Linked DNA regions of Mus musculus: all the other regions are linked to region 1. The links are chromatin contacts, called in public HiChIP or PLAC-seq and promoter capture Hi-C maps. All regions are on one chromosome and are shown on one strand. The core of a region is the stretch at or near the end of the contact, and the rest is flanking DNA. Distances in the headings are between cores, read along the strand shown. Region 1 holds the start of Pxylp1 (2-phosphoxylose phosphatase 1). Region 2 holds the start of Nmnat3 (nicotinamide nucleotide adenylyltransferase 3). Region 3 holds the start of Copb2 (coatomer protein complex, subunit beta 2 (beta prime)). Region 4 holds the start of 1700065D16Rik (RIKEN cDNA 1700065D16 gene).

The links. Promoter capture Hi-C pulls out the DNA fragments that hold promoters and counts their contacts. HiChIP or PLAC-seq counts read pairs in DNA pulled down with a chosen protein or histone mark. Capture Hi-C pulls out chosen DNA fragments and counts their contacts.
Region 2: a FOXA1 HiChIP or PLAC-seq map of pancreatic cancer cells shows a contact between it and region 1. The contact joins the promoter of Nmnat3 here to the promoter of Pxylp1 in region 1. A contact is called at or near these places in 3 of 39 promoter capture datasets (hippocampal neurons, liver and pre-B cells) and 2 of 115 datasets of contacts at active chromatin or transcription factors (pancreatic cancer cells and stem cell-derived neural progenitor cells).
Region 3: a contact with region 1 is called in a promoter capture Hi-C map of adipose tissue, with 4 times the contacts expected there. The contact joins the promoter of Copb2 here to the promoter of Pxylp1 in region 1. A contact is called at or near these places in 3 of 39 promoter capture datasets (cranial neural crest, hippocampal neurons and pre-B cells), 1 of 115 datasets of contacts at active chromatin or transcription factors (large pre-B cells) and 1 of 9 other capture datasets (adipose tissue).
Region 4: a promoter capture Hi-C map of pre-B cells shows a contact between it and region 1, with 5 times the contacts expected there. The contact joins the promoter of 1700065D16Rik here to the promoter of Pxylp1 in region 1. A contact is called at or near these places in 1 of 39 promoter capture datasets (pre-B cells) and 1 of 484 Hi-C or Micro-C datasets (CD4 T cells).

The regions. Positions count from the first base shown.
Region 1 is chr9:96,888,190-96,890,889 of GRCm38.p6, reverse strand. It overlaps Pxylp1 (2-phosphoxylose phosphatase 1), which reads left to right and starts at 1,416. Exons shown (of 6, transcript NM_001289647.1): 1 at 1,416-1,531.
Region 2 is chr9:98,295,178-98,297,877 of GRCm38.p6, reverse strand. Nmnat3 (nicotinamide nucleotide adenylyltransferase 3) reads right to left here and starts at 1,308. Exons shown (of 5, transcript NM_144533.3): 1 at 898-1,308. Gm46126 (a long non-coding RNA gene) reads left to right here. Exons shown (of 2, transcript XR_001779264.2): 2 at 499-681.
Region 3 is chr9:98,562,453-98,565,152 of GRCm38.p6, reverse strand. It overlaps Copb2 (coatomer protein complex, subunit beta 2 (beta prime)), which reads right to left and starts at 1,422. Exons shown (of 22, transcript NM_015827.2): 1 at 1,330-1,422. The coding sequence starts at 1,332. It overlaps 4930579K19Rik (RIKEN cDNA 4930579K19 gene), which reads left to right and starts at 1,542. Exons shown (of 1, transcript NR_029444.1): 1 at 1,542-2,693.
Region 4 is chr9:95,856,486-95,859,195 of GRCm38.p6, reverse strand. 1700065D16Rik (RIKEN cDNA 1700065D16 gene) reads left to right here and starts at 1,314. Exons shown (of 2, transcript NM_001271569.1): 1 at 1,314-1,689. The coding sequence starts at 1,440. Atr (ataxia telangiectasia and Rad3 related) reads right to left here and starts at 1,599. Exons shown (of 47, transcript NM_019864.1): 1 at 1,413-1,599. The coding sequence starts at 1,471.

The sequences.
Region 1 (2,700 bases), core at 167-2,666:
ACTTGAGAGAAAGCAAAGCTGAGCATCTGGGGTCAAGTTCCAGGCCTGAAGCTGACAAGCCCTGCCCTAACCCCCTTTTCTGATGTATGTATGTATGTATGTATGTATGTATGTATGTATGTATGTATGTATGTATTTTGCTTTGGGCTAGTGTGGATGGAGTTGTCTGTCATCTGCAGCCTGTGTGACTTGTGAAGGAGTGGAACTTGGAATTAGAGCAGAACTGTCAAGAGTCCGTGGCGAGAAGGAAGAGTCTGTGTTGGATAGGATGCCTGGACTGTGGTGGTCCTTGAGGGCCAGCCCAAGTAGGAATTTAACGGGGAGTGAGATTTCATGCTCACGTATTGGAGAAAGCTGTCGCTAGTACTGAAGGGATAAGCAGGCTGAAGGTGGTGTTGAGCCTGGGTAATTGGGTGAGAGGGATAGTAACTAGTGTCCTCAGGCAAGTGCCAGCTGGCCATCAAGGCATTGAACAGAGAAGGCATTCCAGATGGCTGGACCATGGGGGTAAATGGAATGCAGGCTAGGGAAGTAGAATCTAGCTGATTTGAGGGGAGAAATTGGAGGTAAAAATATGGATAAAATATAAAGTGTTTTGATTTAGTCACTATCGAATGAGTTAGGGAAAATCAAGTGATGCGCTACCCTCAAAACCGCACCTCTTTTGCAGTTGAGAGAGGCACAAGGGTGTCACTGTAGTCCCAGAACTGACAACAAAGGCAATCTCACAATTGTGGTTGGTGAGATCCTTTTTTACAGCATTTGAAACAACAACAACAAAAGACCCACAAACACAGCTTTATAGAACGAGTGCTGCGCGGGTCTTTGGCTGGCAGCCCTGGGGTCATGCAGAAACGCCCCCGTGACACAGCCACGACCTCTCAAGGGTGGATGCCTGCAGGCCTTTAGGGACAAAACTACTGCCAGGTCTAGAGTAGACACAGGCCGGATGTGGCCCGCGCCGGAAGAGAAGCGCGGGACAGGCGCTTGGGTGGAGGTGGCACGGTGGCTAGGATATGCCAGTTTTGAGTCCACGAGGCACCGCAGGACCCACATCCGCAGCTAGATCCGCGGCGCGGAGTTAGGCACGCAGTCACAAAGCACCCTAGCCAAGGCTGGGACGGGTCCAGGGCAGTGTCCTGGGGCCATGGCACCCTCCCGGGTCCTAAGTCCGGCATAGGGAGGAGCATAGGCCCTGTGCGCTCCGAGTGCGCGCGCTTTCCCGGACCCGGACGGCGCGACCGGAGCCTGTCTGGATGACTGTTTGGACACTCCAGGCCATGTGTGCCTCCAAGGCCCGGGATGCGGGTCGCCGCAGCCTGCTGGTCCCGCACGGCCGCCTGCGGGGCGGAGCTCCAGGGCGCCCTGAGCGCGTCGGGCCGGGCAGGGACCCGGCGGTCCCGGTAGGGGGCGCTGCGGAACCCCGAGTTTGGCGGCCTGCGCGCGCCACCGCCGCCTGCACTCCCGCCAGGAGGAGCTGGCTGCGGGTGGAGATCCCTACGCACAGCGACGGAGGCCGGGACCGTAGGCGGTGAGTGTGGTGCGCGCCGGGTCCCAGCGGTTGTGAGGCTTCTCGCAAGGCGGGCTTGTGTCTAGGGTCTTGGGGGGCGACCCCGGAGAGGTGTCCGCGATGCCAAGATCCGGAGGCAGGGGCGGGCTTCCAAGCAGCGGGTGTGAGCCCTGCCACCAAGCTCTTTCCCTTATCTACGCGCTCCCCAGTTGCCACCTCTCCCCATACCCTCCCCGCGTTGGAGAGGGGTCCCTGCCCTCCGATCCGTCTCCCCTTTCTCAGCCCTGCACCCTAGAAGCCTGCCCGCACACCCCCTTTTCTCCCTCAAGCCCTCCCACGCCTACCTCCTCCTGGTTGCCTGCCGCTCGCCTCTCCCTCCCAGCTCTGCTCCTACGGTCCCCGCCGCCACCCCAGCGGGGTCCCATTCTGCCTAGGCGCTCCTGCTGAACGACTCAGCGGGAATCTGAGCTCCGGGGTCCCCCTTCTCCCGGCTGTCCCATAGCTGCAGTGTCCAGGTAAAAAGGGGCTGCAACTTCAGGGCCTGCCCCGGGGGTGGGGCTGGTGCTTCGCCAGCTACCTGCTGCCTGCGGCGCAGGAACCCTGGGCCCAGCCCAGGGCCACTTCACGCGTGCAGGTTATGCTTGCTCAGTGTTCTGTTTAGGACAGTGTGGTTACTTCTTTGCTTGCTTTTGCTTGGTGAACTTGGATAGGTTGCGATTTCTTAAAAAGAAGCCGGCTTTGCTACCCACAAATATGGAGCAGGTTTTCTTTGCTGCTGTGACTGGCTGTCAGTAGTACCTGTGGATCGGGGAAGATTTAGCTATGCTGGGGAAATGGAGCCACATCCCCACTCTCTCACCACAGCTCTGGGAACGTAACTGTCCCCTCTAGGGTGGGCCCGTGTCTTTGTGGAAAGGCAAGGATGCTTCCTAAACATTCAACAGGTAAAAACCAGTTAGGAATCTGGATCAGATCTGGTGTGGATAGGGAAATGTGGGATGAGTGAGTGATCAAGGAGGGGCTCTGGGAGAGTTCCATGGCTTAGGGACATTTGTTGCTCTTTGCGGCAAGTCCCAGGCTGGACCCTGACTATGGACTAGACAGTGATGAGCCCAGCCTACCCTCTGGAACTGTCGGTCGGGCTTGGCACCAGCCCCCTCCTCAGAGGTGTTGGTGCCCTGTGGTGACAT
Region 2 (2,700 bases), core at 59-2,558, 1.4 Mb before region 1:
ACTCTGAGACAGACACCTCAAGTTCAGTCTTGAGGAGCAGAGATACCTTCACCCCTGCTGTGCCCGCTGCTGTCTGAACAGCTCTGGCAGCTGCTTCCCACAAACCCATTTCCTGGTAGTACAAGCAGTCCCATCTTAGAACAGTGGCTTAAGAAACTGCCGAGGCAAATGCCCTGATCAAAAGCAACTCGGGTAGGAAGCCTTTATTTGCCTTGCTCTCCCAACGTCACAGTCCCATTAATGATAGAAATCCAGGCAGGGGCTGAAGCTGAGGCCATGGAGGACCACTGCTTCCTGGCTTGTTCTCCAAGGCTTGCTCAGCCTATTACAACTAAGGACCACCACTGGGGTGGGGGACGTGGGAAAGGGTGTGGTGGAATCCCCCACTGTGGGCTGAGCCCTCCTACATACATCAGTAATCAAGAAAATGCCCCCACACCCTTTTGGTCAGGTTAGTCTAATGGTGGCATTTAAAAACTCCAAGTTCTCTCTTTCCAGATGACTCACTTGTTGACGTCGACTAACTAGGACAGGAACTCGCAGGCACCAGCTCTCTGCAGGACGATCCCAAGGGAACCTCCTTCCCAAGCCTTACTTTATGTCTGGAATTCCGTCATTCACGGGGTAGCTTTAGCTCCAGCAGGTTTTGCTGACGGGAAACGTAATAAAACTTCTCCAGCACCCTGCGCTTTTATTTACTTATCTTAAAAATTATCTCCACAGCTCCTACTAATTTGAACTGTCATACTTTAATGTGTGTGGTTTGCCTTTGCTGGAGGTCTCCTCGCTAGTCTGTGCTCTGCGGGGCAGCACGCTACACGTGACAATCGCTGGAACCCCACTTAGGCCAATAGAAAGAGAACACTGAACAATACGCTGTAATTGTCACACACTTACTTTTAACTGACTGTAAACGTGCTGCAGGGGGGATCCGAACCCGTGTCAGCTCGAGCCAATCGGTCAGAAAAGTGACCGTGGGGCTAGCGTGGTTCTGCGCTCCACAGCCATCTGACTCTGTCGTGCGCGCGCGCGCCCGAGTCGCCGCCCCCGAGAGTCACGTGGGCCTGGTAGGTACGCGGGGACTCAAGGCTTCGTGGACACCCACGCGGGCGAAGCAGGCAGCCAAGGTCGCTGGCTGTGCTTACCTGCGCGTCGCGGGGCTCCGCTCAGAGTCAACAGGGACCGCGGATCTGCTGCTCGACCAGGATGGGTCACCCCGCAGATCGCCCTAAGACTAACTAGTCTTGACCCAGGCTGGGGGCGGAGCCGCGAGTGAACTTGACCTTGCGCTCCCAGCTTCCTGCTGTGGGCGGAACTCCCGGGAGACAGAGCGGAGCTTTGCCCCGCCCCCTCAGCGACCTAAGACCACGCCCCGTGCCCCGCCCCCGCTCTTCAGGTCCTCAGTAGATTGTCATCTGTGGCCTTTCTGCTCTGTGTTTTCATTTTTTACTTTTTTTTTTAGTTTTGTATTCTGTTTGTTTCTTTCATCTAACTTTCACTCTGGTTTTTAAAAGCCTGAATTAAAACCATATCAAGCAATGTATGAACAGTTCTTAAAGTATAAAATAGCTACTTACAATGAAAGAAACAAGCCCCTCCTGTTCTGCTCTACCTAGAGCCCTTTTTCATCAGTCCCTTCCTTGGATGGTCACTTTTTGTCGCAAAAAAAAAAAAAAAAAAAAAAAAAAAGAAAGAAAGAAAGAAAAAGAGCTTACATAGCGATTTCTTGATTTATCTATTGACTTTCTGCCATGTTAGATGAGGATTTACTCTTCCTGGGCCCCTGCTTCCCTCTTCTGACACATTTACACCTCTATTCTCCAGCTCTGCCTTGGTGAGGATAAAGGTTGTGGGGGGATGGGGTTCTGAAGCTGGCACAGTTTGGGGGAGGGGAAAATGGGGGCTATTTTAGAAAGAAAATACAATTAGGACTTTCTGGCAAGTATATTCATTCATACTAAGAAATTGCAACCGAATCCTTGGAGATTCAGGACCTACTCCCGGAGGTCTTTGTGTAATTTAGAACCTTAATTTGCCTCGCTAATGCAGAGTAGTTTCTCAGCCTCCCATAACCCTCTATAACTGCCCAGCCCTCACAAGAAGCTTCACCGTGGCCTGTCAATCCTAATGGAGTGAGTTGCAGGGTGGGGGGAAAAATCAAGGGTGATGTCAAGGCTTGTGAATGCTAAACATTTAAGCTCCCCCCTCCTCCTAGCCACAGTGATAAATCAACTCCTGGGTGGAGAGCTAGCTCTGGACCCAGTTTCTATCCCCAGTCTCCCATGATATTCCCAGGCTCTTAGGAAGGGCCACACCTTTGCCATTAATCAGTATGTGGGCACACAGGTAGCCCCACTAAGAAACCAGGGAAAAGATACCTCCCCACTCAGGCAGTAGACCCTGTGCCCTTTGCGTTTCTTCTGGGAAACTTAGGGTACAATGCACCTCCATAAAGTGACCCCAAGCAAGCAGCTTTACCTACTCAGGTTTCAGTTTCCTTCCCTGTAATCAGTAGAAACAACCCTCTACCTCGATGGCTTTGGAGGAGGTTCAAGCAGCACGATAGTAGCTAAGTGTACAGTGTCCTTTGGATAGTTTCTTACTGATGCCAGCAGCGTAGGTGGTGTGTCACAAAATTTGGAGGCATCTGTGAGCATATGTAGTGTACACACTCCTACAGGTTGGTTTACTTTCATAAAT
Region 3 (2,700 bases), core at 173-2,672, 1.7 Mb before region 1:
GAGTGGTTTATTTCTGAAGGGCAGGCTCAGTGCTTATCCAGCTCCTTCTCTCCACACCATATGTATTTGGGAATACGGGAGGAACAGGTAGTATAGATGAGGTCCACAGTCTTGCTAGAAGCCTCAGCTGCAGCGCTCATGTCAGACACATGGTAGTAAGTTTAATTAACACCCAAGGTTTGACTTGTATAACAGGGATAATAATAATATCTCTCTTAGCATTCTGAGAATTAAAATCAGAGTTCAGTTAGAGCAGAGCACGGCTTATAGTAACCACCATAAACATTACTCATAATTATCCACAGGCTGCGGTGACAATCAGCTGGTAAATGTTTAGCAAAATGCAGGACAGTGAAATGCTCCTATGGTGAGTGAGCAAATAAATAAAGTCATGTTTTGTACTTTTTACTCGAGACTTAAAATACAGCCATCTTTTAGTATCTCTGCACATGGTTCCAGTATCCTCCACCAAATCAAAACGCTCACGTTCAGTTATTTAAGTGCTTATAATTTACCCATCACTCCTGGTCATCTCTAGATTAGTTAGAACACCGATACAGGGGTCAAAGTTGTAAAGAGTCGTTGTATACTATGACAGCACATGTTCACACAACAGTTTTCCTCAAATGTCTTCCACCGAAAGCTGGTTCAATGTGTGGGTATGGAACTCACAAACATTGAAGAAGGAAAGTCAATTTTTAATTGACTATTAAAAATATGTCTCAAAACTAAGTTAGGCAGATCTCAGGGCCTTCCCCAAAAAGGTCATCCTCTGTGTGCACAGAAGGCCCAATCAACATCAACTAGAAAACGACGAGCTGGGCTGCCATAGCATTTGAAATTTCACCTCTGGCTCCATATACATTTAACTTTGTTTAGTTCTGGTTTTCCTCTGCTTAAGTTTGCAATGTGGTGCCTGCACACTACCAAACACCTCACGCAACCTGGAAGGTGGGTTAGCAAGCACCACCCTCAATGACAGAATAAAGTGACTTGGTCAAAGTTGCCTTTGGCATCCGAGTCCTGACTCTAGCATTTACTTGCACTACCGGACCCGGTGCAGACTGCAAGGGCACTGACAGGCGCCCTGACCGCCCTGAGAGTCGGGGGCGCCGCTCCTTCGCGGGTACCCAGTTACACTACTGTGTCACCACGGCAGCCTCCCGGTCTGGCCTTCTTCCTCCCAGGACGCCAACGGGACAGGAGGACCCCGTCAGGCCGCAGCAGTAGCAGCGCAGACCGCTTCTAGCTACTGCTCCTAGCCAAGAAGCCCCGGGAACCCGCCGCAGCCGGTGGGCTCCACTCTCTGTCCCCTGAGGCCCGACTTACCATGGCTCCGACTGTCCGAGCGAGCCCCTGCCCGTCACAGGCTCAAGGCGACACACTCAGGAACCCACCGACCCGTGGACCGGCCAACCCACTGACGTGGAACTTCCGGGAAGCGACTCTCGCGGTACTCGGAGCCAGGCTCTGCGCCTGCGCACACCCTCCGTAAGGCGGTCCGTGCATGGTCCCGCCCCAGTTTCCTAGGTAACGCGGACTTCCGCGTCTCCCGCTGCTGAGCTGGCTGATGGAGTGTATTGCTGTGGCCAGAGTTGGGCGGTGACTAGCGGCGGTCTGGGCTGCTCACCTTCGGTCAGTTTCAGAAAGGCAAGAAGATGGAGCGCAGTGCTGGATTCCTGCTGAACGTCGGCAGCAGTGGAGGGGCCCGGAAGCGCTATCCGAACAGCGTGAGCCTCTGGCAGAGAAAAGAAAGCTCTAAAACTGTGTACTCCAGCGGGCTCCGGAACGGGGCCCAGAGCGGTGTCTGGGTCTTGGGTGAAACCGACCGAGGCGGAAAAGATGTGGGCGCGGCTCCCGCCTTTGAGGCTCCGAGGAGCCCTGAGATCTTGGTTCTGGAGGCTCCCGGAGGCAGTCGGGTGATTACCCTTCAAAGAGCATCCACCGGGTCGTTTGTTTGGCTATGTACCTTCAGTTGGTGGTACTGCCACATCACGTAGGAGTCGTCTCCGTTTTATTGATTGGAAATGTAAGACTCAAAGAACTCAGGTTTACTGGCCAAGATGGCATAGTAAGTAGTGTTGTTAAGATCTGGGCTCAGGGGAGAATACGCCCTGGAAGCCCAGTGCTCTATCTGCTATGCCAAAATAGCTCTTTAATAAATTAGTTGAATTTCAAAAAAATGATTGCCAGGAAAAGTGCAAATACATTGTGTATCGATTTCACACACCTTTTAAAAAGATAATGCTATGAAACAAATGGAAGTTGCCCTTAGCTCCTTATAAACCTCTAGTTGGAGAAAAGCCTAGGTTTCCAGAAAGGAATTGTATAGCCTGAGAGAAGTAAGGGTGAGTTTTCATTAGGTAGTGCCTGGCTCTTGGGAGATTTATAGGCCTCAGTTTTTCATATACAAAAAGTCAGATAGTTTTCAAAGATCCATTTTTACTATTCTGTCAGTAAAAACAAATTTTCTCTCAGTAATGAGATTTTTACATAATTGACATGAATAATCACATAATCGCATACTGTAGCGCAACCAATTGCAAGAATTAGTTGAAACTTTTTAAAATGTGAACTATATCTAGTGTGGAGAATAGCTGGGCTTCTATTATTTTTGATTCCTTAATTCTCTTTGCATTTTTAATTTGACACAGTATCAATAAATATAAAATAAAATAACATCTCCATTCCACAGAACCT
Region 4 (2,710 bases), core at 65-2,564, 1.0 Mb after region 1:
GGATTTGTCTCCCTTACTTTTAATCATATCAAACATCTGTGTTTTCCTTTACTTATTAGCTATTTTATATTCTCTCTGGAGAAAAATCTCAATTTCCTTATTCATTTTTTTCATCAAACTTTTTTATTGTTGAATTATGTAAGTTTTTAATATATTAATAGCTGTTAAACTTAAAATTTTAATCATTTTAAAAAGTCTGTATGCGCATGTGAGATATATATGTATGTATGTACATATGAATATAGGTTCTTGTGCCACGGTACATGAGTTAAGGACAGGGAACAACCTCAGGTGTTGGTCCCTGCCTTCCAGAATTTCAGTGATGACAAAATTTGTATTATCAGTTTTCCAAAATCACTTTATCTCATATACTTTTAGACAGAAATTACTAAATTCAAATTTTTAATGATTTTTTTTTTTGCTCCCACAAAGTCTATTTGCCACATTCATGCAAAGTAAAAAAACAAACATACAAACAAAAAAACCCTTCAGACAGTACAAAAGTGGTCTTTTCATTTATCCTCTAATTTAGGTTTTCGGTTTTTGGTATGGCCAACAGGAGGAAATGAACATCGCTGCGGTGCAAAACTAAAAGGAAACTGATAGCTCACAGACTTAAGGTCAGCACTAACTCTACGTGCAAACTTTCCAGCCTGAGAGAACCGACTTGAGAACTCAATGGCTGCGGTGTCCTGACAGAGGAAAACCTAGAGCGCAGAAGGGGCGTGGCAAGCGCTAATTTCTGATTGGAACCCGGTTCTCCTTTGACTCTCGAGGTTGACAGAAACAAGGGGTTTGCTTCCCCCCACCCCCTTTTTTCTCTTGTCTTTGTCTTTCCAGAGGCAAGGTCTCACTATTTAGTCCTGGCTGGCCTAGGGGCACCTCTGCCACCCAAATTCTGGGATTGAAGGCGGCGAGCCTCAAAGAGGCAACTGCAGATGAACACCAACGCGTGTTTTAGTTTGGGGGACGCTGTGCACGTTGGACTCCGTGGACCCGTGGCCAGTCCCGGGGACTTCCGACTAGAGTAGCGGGCTGGCCGACGCTCGGCCTCTCTCGGAGGAGAAACCGCCGCGCTTCCCTCAGAAGCGGGGCCGTGATTCCCAAACAAAACCTCAGCCAATGGATTCCGTCAACAACGACCAAAGGACCAGGACCCGGGGGAAGTTTTCGGGAAGCAAACGAGTGTGGTAAGATGGCCAGAAGAGACCCTTCTCGAGGCCAAGCGGGAAGCAGCTCGCGTGGACTGGCTCCCCGCGAGCCGAGCCGCGGCTGCCACGGTCACCCCGGCACGTGGGTCGCCACGGCGCTCCGGCCAACTGCCACTGTGAGGGAGGGAACGGCGGCCACAGGCCGCGGCGCGGGCCGAGGAGACCCGGCGACTCGAAGCTGGCGACGACGCGCGGCCCTACCTGGCCAACTCCCGCAGGGCGGGGATCATGGACGCCAGCTCCAGCCCGTGGTCGCCCATGGTGACACCGAGCGGCTCTCAAAACAGCCGCCGCCGGCGCCGGGCTTCTCCACAGCCGCCTCCGGTGGAGAGGGCGGAGCGTCGACGGAGCCCCGCGAGGTCCAAAATTCTCCTCCCGGAAGCCGCTCTCGGTTGCGGTTGGAACCCTGGGGAAATCCCAGAGGCGACAGGGGCGGAGCCGACAGCGGACGTGCCCGCCCACTTTCCCTCCCAGGCGAGTGCGTGACCTACTCCACGGGTATTTTTTGCTCAAACCTGGATGCTCAGGGAAGCCGTAAGCTAGGATCTGGGTCGGAGAGGGACCTGACGACCCAACAAAGTTAGATATTTCACTATGTTCGAATGGCATATTTAACTAGGTAAGGCCATGCAGTAATCCTTACATTTGCTGTTTAGGACACAAGGGTAATTATTGATACAACCTCCAAAAATAAAATTAAAAAGTGGTGGAATGGCAGCCAGATGCGCTCTGACTGCAAAGCTGTACTTTGAACACCCATCCCTTTGCCCCGTTTCCTTCAGTGATGCCCTGTGACGAGGAACTTTAAGCTGAAGCAAACCTTTTCCTTCCCAGGTCACTTTCCATCATTGTGTTCCATCACAGCAATAGAAACCTAACATAGGACAGGCAACTATGAAAAATAGTGTATCTGCTAAAAAGCAAGAAAAGCTAGCTATTTTGAAATCATGTTGAGAAAGATGACAATAATGACAGAGCTGAGGGCACAGTCCAGTGGAAGAGCACTAACCTAGCTCGTGAGGCTCGGGCACAGAGGACCTAGAGTACTAAACAAACTACAGTTAAACGATTTTAAAAAAGAAGGCATAGTTGCACATGCCTACAATCCCCTTACTTTGGGTATAGAGGCAGAAGGATCAAGAGTTCAAAGCCATCCTTAGCTCTATAATGAGCTCAAGGGCAGTCTGGGATACAGGGGAACCCTGTCTCAAAAAACAAAACAAAACCAAAAGCCACTACCACCACCACCAACAACAACAACAACCCAGTATGTAATTCATCACTGAGTAGCACTGCAGTTCTGAAGTGCAGGACCCCAAACAGCAGAGCTCTGGCAAATCTAATCCAAAAAGCAATTTTTGAAACAATTATTTGTTTTTCACTTTACATTCCAATACCACCCCCTCTCCTCCCAGTGCCGTTGGTGGGCCACCATGGGCAGTCCACATATGTCCTAGGCTATCTGTGAATATGATCCAACACAACTGAGGGACAGCACC